2 separate regions of the Mus musculus genome follow, and region 2 is linked to region 1. Evidence: chromatin contacts called from public promoter capture Hi-C data. All regions are on one chromosome and are shown on one strand. Each heading gives the region's core, a stretch centred on a gene start, on an enhancer-like site or on the middle of the called end of the contact. The rest is flanking DNA. Distances are from core to core; before and after follow the strand shown. Region 1 holds the start of BC037032 (cDNA Sequence BC037032). Region 2 overlaps C7 (complement component 7).

Region 1 (4,088 bases), core at 1,179-3,678:
CAGTTCTCTTTCTACCATGTAAGTCCTAGAAATTGAACTTGAGTTATAAGTCTTTGTGCGGCAGCTTTATCCATATCACTGACCTCAAACACTTTGTTTTTCTTCTGTTTGTAAATATAAGTATTACCTCAATAATAGAGTGATAGAGAACTATACACCCAAGTGGTGTCTAAATGTCACCTCACGACTGTTAAAGAAATCATGACACAGAAAGGTTGATATAGCCTATATTAGTATGGAAGTTTGTTTTGTTTTGTTTTGTTTTGTTTTGTTTTGTTTTTCGAGACAGGGTTTCTCTGTATAGCCCTGGCTGTCCTGGAACTCACTTTGTAGACCAGGCTGGCCTCGAACTCAGAAATCCGCCTGCCTCTGCCTCCCAGTGCTGGGATTAAAGGCGTGTGCCACCACCCCTGGCTCTTTTTGGTTTTGTTTTTTGGGTTTTTTTGTTTTTTGTTTTTTGTTTGTTTTTGTTTTTGTTTTGTTTTGTTTTTTGTAGTATGGAAGTTTGATAAACAAAATCAGGAAGAGCTGTCATGGAAAGAGGAAAGAAACCCAGTTAGGAGGAAAAGGCAGCACTATTCAGGTGAATAGCATGCAAGCTTGCCAGGAGGAAGCATCTCTGCCAAGAGGAATCAGCCAATGTTCAACATGAATCAATCCACTTAGAACCTACCCAGCTAGAAACCTTAGGGTGACACAGCACCAGATTGAAAAGCTTCCAGGTAATTCCAGGTCATGCTATAGCTCCAGACAAGGAACTTGTTCACCATGAATGGGAGGGAGAGAAGGAAGGAGAAAGGGAGGCAGGGAAAGAAGCAAGGATGAAGGAAAATAAGGAAAGAGAGATGGAGAGAGGGAGGGAGAAGGACAGAGGAAGGGAAAGAAGGAAGGGTGGAGGGAAGTAGGAAGGAGGGAGGGAAGGAAGATTTTTTTTAAGCATGGTAAATAAGTACACACCTTTAATTTCAGAATTCTGTAGGCTGAAGCAAAAGAATCATGGGTGCCAGGCCTTCCTGGCCCCCATAGCAAGATCCTGTCTCCCAAAACAAAAGCATAAAAGCATTTTTTAAATATCTATCTCAGTTTACCTGTTGGCTACATTTAGCCAGAAAGTATTCAAGGTTACTGAAGGTATCCACCAGGTTCTCTCAGGTGTGTACTAAAATGAGTATTCTTGGCAGAGCAGTCTGCAGTGTTGAGGGAGGCAAAGGACTGAGGTATACCGTGGTCCCAGTGAAACGAACACAGGGGTATTACAATTCAGCACAGGGGTATTACAATTCAGCACAGGGGTATTACAATTCAGCAGAGGCGGATGACTTACGCGCTAAGCAAGCAGCCAGTAAGGCCAACCAATGCATAAGCGGGCAGAACACCCCAGAGAGCAGGAGCTGCACCTTCTTTCCTCATTCCTGAGAAGCCTAACTTTGAACTGGGCCATGAACTTTTTACTAACCCATAATTACAGCTCATCCACCTAGAGGTTTGCTGGCTTGAGAAATGGTTTAATGATTATATTGAAAGTGGGGTAGACTAGAGGTGAATAATTTAAACTTAGACAAACATGCACTGTCAAAAGAAAGTTTTTGACCTTGGCCCAAGGACATCCCTGTGTCCTGGTTTTTTGCATCTGCTCCATCACTTGCAGCAGGTTGGCTGGTGGTTAAGTGCATCCAAATTTGCATGCAATTACCCAAATGCCTCCTTTGAGGAATTTAACAACGCAATGACTCAGTTCTGAACCATTCCCTAGCACACGAGGGAGTCCTGTGATGACATCTTTAGATTCTCAACACTCAGAGATTGAAGGCAAGGAAATGAGCAACAGGGGAAGGAGTTCAAGAGCACACAGTGCAAGTAAATGCCCTGCGTGATGCACTCTTCTTAAGTTCAGGACTGCAATTTGAAACCTCTTCAAAGAAAACTTTGCAGGTTCGGGAAGAGGCTCCTGAGCAAACTGAACACTCCAAGGTGAATCCACCCTCCTCCCCACCCTCCTCCAGCACTCAGTTCCTTGGTCCCATACTCAAATCCAACCCGAATGTGTGCTTAGAGGCTAGACCCTCTACAATGTATAAGCAAAAATATCCACCACCAGCTAGTCTGCTAGGAGGGCGACTCAGGATACCATTCTGTGGGTCAAGGTGTTTGGGTTTTTTTGTTTTTGTTTTTGATTTTTGTTTTTTTACGGTCTTTGAACATTGCAAGTCTCTAACCCGGAGGGGACGGAGAGGAATTCAAAATAAAGGACCGAGGCGTTTGCAAACTGCAGCGGAGCGCCGCCAGCCCTCCTTCTGCTTCCAAACGCTTGGCAGGCTAAATCGCCCCGTGACAAGAGCTCCAGTCCGGGTTCCCCTTTCTACCGCCATATAGGGAAGGGGAGGATGGGGAGCGGCAGTCCGCCTCCGCAGCGCACAGCATCCGCCCACTTGGCGGTGAACTTGAGCCAGCAGCGGTTAACCCGGCCCGGGGTTCTGGGCCTCAGCCGGCGCCAGCAGCTCCCTCAGGTGGGGCGCAAGCCTCAGCGCGCCGCCCTTCTCCGCTCCTCTCCTCCAACCGGCCCTTACCTAGGGCGACGGCCCCGGGGACCCCCTTCCCAAGGGCGTCGGCCTGGAGCCTGGAGTCTGTAGGAGTGGCGGGAGATGGGGACGCGAGTCCCTGGACGCCGACAGTCTGTCTCTAAGGCGTTGCTGCGTGGCTTTGGTACACAGAGCCTCGACCGCTTCTCCACCGCTGCAAGCACAGCGGGGAAGTGGATGGAGAAGCAAAGACAGACAGACAGACAGACAGACAGACAAGCGGCGGCGGGGCTACCCTGAAACCCGAGCGTCTCCAAGCCCCCACCCCCAACCCCCGGGCACGGCGCTGCAGATGCCAGATCCCCGACCAGAGGCGGTGGAGATGGGCAGGGCAAAGAACGCGCGCGCCGCTCGCAGCTCGTCCGCGCGTGGCCTTCCTCTTGCCCCCCTGCACCTTCAATTTACCTTATGCAGGGCGCCCCGCGAGCTGCGGGCTGAGGCGCCGAGCCGAAGCCCAGAGGACAGGAGTTTGAGAGCCGCCATCTTCGGCCCCGGGTGCGGGAGACGGTGGCGCGCGCGGGAGTGCGTGCGAGTGCTGGTTGCCCGGGGCCGCGGCGGCGTCACCGGCTAAGAAGAGAGAAGGCAAGGCGAGCGGTAGGGCGGGCTGGAGGCTCGACCGCGCGTCAGTGACGTCCTCGGGACCTCAGAGCGGTGCCGCCCCTTGCTGCCTGCTGGCTTGTCAAGAAGCGAGACAGGGAGGGGCTCACGGCTAGGAATGGAAAGGCTGCACAGCTAGGACGAGCCCCGCGGGTTGTGCCGGGGCCGGAGGTGCTGGGCTCCAGCTCATCTGCGGGCACACCCGCAGCGGCGGGCGCTGCACTCAGGCTGGAGGGGGCGCTAGAGCCTGCCTTCCCCTCGCGCAAGGCTTGGCATCAACCAGGGTTTCGGGTTGCCAAGGGCCTGGAGGGTCTCTTACTGAACGTGTTACTTTTCCAAATCGCCCTCTGGAATGAGTACAGGTACAAAGGGTCACTGATAAAGATCTCCTTCCAGATCTAGACAGCTCACCTTTCCAACATTTCTCAACCCCAACACCCACAACTCTCTTCAAGTCTGGTTTTGCCCTTAGTTTCCTCTGAAACCCAGCAGCGTGCTGACTGACCCTCATGAGACATGACCTGCTTAACCGACAGAGGGACAAGATTAGAACTGGGCTGTTGTTCCCCATCATCCTACTCTGTGTTCCAGAATTTTCCTGGAACCGGAGTCCCAACAATTCCAGAAATTACAGAACAGGTATAAGCACAGAAGTGTCTGTCTCCTCTCCTCCTCGTCCTTGTCCATGTTGTATAATTCCCCTCACCTTGTAATGCTCTTCCTGTTGCAGTTTTGTATGAGAAAAGCCAGTCAAGGGACACAATGAACACAAAAATGCTCGGCACTAAATTTAGCTAATATTCGGTGGTGGGTTAACTTCATCGTTTTGGAGGTTTTCGTTTTGGAGTTTGTTTTTTGCTGTTTTGTTTGAGGAAGGATCTCTAGCTCTCTTAGGTCCCACTGAAACTCTAT
Region 2 (4,088 bases), core at 653-3,152, 1.0 Mb before region 1:
CAAATCAATTTTTTGTTCTAGATTTTCTATACCACAATATTATAGTATAACTAAAACCCTAAGTATTAAAAAGATATTGCCTCTGAATAATTTCTGGAACAACAGCTACTCCCCAGAACTTAAAAGCTCCTTGTGTGAGAGCAAGGTTTTAAAGTAAACTTCCCCTTAAAAGTATTAGCTAATAAAATACTTTTCACTTAGGAAACAATATACACTGAAAGAGTCAAACTCTTAGCTTCTTGTATTGAAGCAGATGTGCTAAGAATTTTTCTTACATGAGGTAAGGCTATATGAGCTATACATAGAGGCAAAATTTTCCAGTGATTACAAGATCACTAGAAGCAAGCTCTTTACAATTTTCTGGATGCAAAGGGAAAAACAAACTCTTAAATCTATAATAACTTTACATGAAGTAGGCAAGTCAAATCGCAATGTCCTGATAAATTCTACAGTCTAATTGACATTTTATAAACTTTGAATTCAAGCTTTATTTAAAACAACATCTGGCTAGATCTGCAACAGTGCTCTTTTAGGTAAAAGGAATATTCCCTGAAGGCAAGGAGAGGCAAGTTTTGAGAGCTTCCTTAGGTACCTTTTGCAAGACAAAAGAAAGTCACACAGACCCTGCACAGGCTGCTCTGAGCTTAGTTCCTCTTGTTGTGAGGCCAGATTTCAGAATTTTTAAGTTTCTTTTGCGCTATTAGACCATAACTACAATCTTGGGAAAGCAAAACCCAATTTCAAAACAATTTATCACCTTAGAATAAACATCAAAACTTCACTATCATGTTGCAACGTTTGGCTGCCAGTTTATACCTATGACTGCATGACAGTGCTTCATTAAAGAGGCATTGCTTTAAATCTTATCTTTAATTCTACTTTCTAGGATAAGAATCACATTAAAAATTATCTCAACTAGTAGTATCCTTAGGAGGCCTAGTTTTTTTGGCCTGCATTATGCCACGTGTTTGAAAGACTCCAAACCTGGGTTACCAATTTAAAGCTAACTTTCTAGTAACCAGTGTTACACTTATTTGATCATACCCAATAACTTATAAGCTAATACTCTTGTGATGAAGATACGCAGAGCATATTACACCTCTAAGACCATTAAAAAGCCAAATGAAGAGGCTACACGAGTCTAATAAATTTAGACCAATCAAAGAATTTCAAAAATTTCTAGCTATAATTATAAGATTAAAAAAGCACCTTGTTTCCAGCAGTGGCTCCCCTGCTGTGCCTGATCCTGGCTAAAGTGTGTGGCCACTCTCTTGCTGAGCCATCAGATAAAGTTTTAGCCATCTTTATTTTCCAACATGAAACACAGAACATTCAGTCATTCAGACAATTAGATATGAACCCACATGAATTGAACATGTGAACAGACCGGTGCACCAGACATTAGACTAGGCGTTAGACAACACAAAGAGGGCAGCGAATTTCTGCTGTAAGGGCCGGAGAGAAAAAGGCAGTGTGTCCCCCGAAAATTTTCTCTGCCTGTGGGAGAGTTTCAAAATCCATTTTCCTCTATATTATTTTATTATTACAAACCCTGTTTCTGCCGCCTGATGCAGCTCCTGACTGCGGACATCCGCCTGATTGTTTAATTTAAACCCTTTTTCCTCTTGCCTAAAGCAGGTTTTTGAAAACTGCGGACAACCGCCTGATCAGTTCCTAGTTTCCGATAACTCGCTGCTGACCTAAGTGAATCCAGCGTTGGGTTAGCACTGATTCCAATCTTAGCCCGTATTTTTCCGCACCTCCAGCAACACTTTACCTGTTGCTTCACCTTGCCCCAATACGAATTTCCTGATTCTTTTTCTTCCCCTGGAGCTCCACACAAAACAGCGTTCCTTCAGTGTCTTCCTGACCTTCCTCAGGTCACGGTCAGGGCGCCAGATTGTTGCGAGCCGCCAATGGCACACATGGATAGGGTACACCTGAGAGGCAGGCCGGAGCTGAAAGAGAGGGAAACTAGGCAGACAAGAGAAAAATGGAGCTAAGTCAAGTTTCCTGATCAAAGCTCAAATGTTTAATGGCAAATGCGCTTATAAAGGGGGTAGGGGGGAGGCCCATTCCCACCAATTCATCCTTGGAGCTTGGAACCAGCTGCAGGTGATGACGTGCAGGATAGGGTGTAGTCTATGGAATAGCTCAGTGACCTCCCAGCAGGTAGCAGTATCTTGAAGAACAGTGGCAGTGGCTGAACAATAGAGTGATCTAGGGAGGAAGGCTCCACCCTAGGTAATCTCCTTAGTGGCAGCAAGGTCAAGGTCTGGCTCAGCCTGCTCCAGACTTGGGGGAGGTTACAATATAGGAGTACCAGGAGTGGTAGAATCTTGACTTCAATTGTGACTATACCAGTCTACATTCCCACCAGTAATGAGCAGGGTTCTTTTTTCCTTATGTTCTCCAGAATTTATTGTCAAGATCAGACAATATTTCTTAAGGATAATCAAATGAACAATTTATTGATAACCTTTCTGGTTTCACTAGTCACTGACTCATAGGCTCTACTGTTGTGCTATATACTTAGCCTTTACAATACCAAAATATGAAAGCAGCCTTCATATGCATCAACACATGGATAGATTATTGATGCATCAGGGTTTTCTGGTTTTAGTTCCTGAGCTCAACGCTTAGGAAGAGTTCATTGTCAATCCTTAACACTCTTGGAGCTGACTCTTGACCTGTTCCATCAGGGCATGTAGAAATCTTATTTTCTTTAGGCTTGTAATCCCCAACCAAACTGCATACAAAGGAGGGCTGTCTTGCTTCCAATTCCTATCATTAGGAACCATAGATATTAACAGAGAGGTCAAGTAAGTTGGGCCAAGAGTTTAGGAATTAATTTGTATAGTTCAGCTTTTAGAATCTCCAGTGAGTAGGAAGCAACCATACTCTTGTGTTCATCTATTTGTTTTATTTTTAAGAAGCTGACCATGAGTGGATAAAAGACATCTCTTTGAAGTATTTAGTTTCTGCTACTCCTTTATGTGACACTTGGGATGATGCCCTGTCCCCACCCTCTCTTCGGCCAAAGCTAATAGGAGAAAAATAAGAAAATCCAACTATCCTGAATGTTGCCCTGAGAGAGCTCTTGAAACTGAGTATTTTGTTAGTCTTAACAAAGGACCACAGCAGCTGGAAGCTACTCCTGGCTATACACCTAAGAAGGTTTTTAATGAACACAGAAACTAAACACTTGACTTTTGCATTTCTTCCCAGGTTTTCAGTCAGACCAGGATAACGCATGTTCGTCTGCAGACTTTCAGTTTCTTTTTACATCGTCAGCAGATCAGAGATGTATGAAACAGCTAGAGACTGAAAAATCAACTTCAGGTAAATGAGAAAGAGTTCAATTTGTATTACTAGTTTAGCTTTGATCATTCTTATAATCAATTAAGTTTTGGTCTCCAGGGCTTTTAATCTTTAGCTGGTATTCTGCTTAAAAAAAGAGATCTATTTGGTTATTTTTGTGTCTTGCTTTATTTTTTAATTATTGTACTATTTTACTTTATTGATATCGTTTCTTATTATGTTACTAAACTAGACTTGAACCAGTGGGCTCAAGTGATCCTTTTGTTGCCAGAAAATTAGGGGGCCCCCATGTTATACACTATAAGGTAACAGGGAAATTAGGGCCTCTTTAGATTCCTAGTATTGTTCATCGAAAAATTTAAAAATGGACTGAATAGGAAGCTTGTGAACAATATTATTAGAGTTTGAAAGAAAGCAATAGGGAAGACAGGCTGTAAATCAGCAGCTGTTACAGGAGAGTTTATGTTGAAAAGGAAGAGAGAAAGCCATGCCTTTTGAGCATGTTCCATGGACAAGGAGCTACATGGTAGAACATGTGTGGTTGGATAGACTTAGGGAAAGAGTGGAAAAGCACCAATGTGCCAGAGGAAACATGCTTAGTGTTTGTTTAGCCAGAGTCATATAGAAAAGAAGACAAAAGAATAGTCATGCTCTTTAGAGTTAGGATTAAGAAAAGCAGGCAGACGTACCAGAGCTGTATGGGAGAGCCTCTGTAAGAGACTGCACCAAAGACCAAGTTTCTGTGAAGCAAAAGTACATTATCTCAA

What was found. Promoter capture Hi-C pulls out the DNA fragments that hold promoters and counts their contacts.
Region 2: a contact with region 1 is called in a promoter capture Hi-C map of embryonic stem cells, with 5 times the contacts expected there. The contact joins the enhancer-like site here to the promoter of BC037032 in region 1. A contact is called at or near these places in 6 of 39 promoter capture datasets (cranial neural crest, embryonic stem cells, hippocampal neurons and 2 more) and 2 of 115 datasets of contacts at active chromatin or transcription factors (both in embryonic stem cells).

What each region holds. Positions count from the first base shown.
Region 1 is chr15:4,025,746-4,029,833 of GRCm38.p6, reverse strand. BC037032 (cDNA Sequence BC037032) reads left to right here and starts at 2,428. Exons shown (of 2, transcript NR_028266.1): 1 at 2,428-3,815. It overlaps Oxct1 (3-oxoacid CoA transferase 1), which reads right to left and starts at 3,406. Exons shown (of 17, transcript NM_024188.6): 1 at 2,985-3,406. The coding sequence starts at 3,062.
Region 2 is chr15:5,021,840-5,025,927 of GRCm38.p6, reverse strand. C7 (complement component 7) reads left to right here. Exons shown (of 18, transcript NM_001243837.1): 9 at 3,229-3,342. Among named protein-coding and RNA genes, the nearest start is that of Gm25652, 11 kb to the left of the region's middle. Within about 2 kb of position 1,902, at least 11 of the 459 cell types and tissues checked have an H3K27ac peak or open chromatin away from gene starts, as enhancers often do. A contact at or near this core is called in embryonic stem cells, where this site is marked.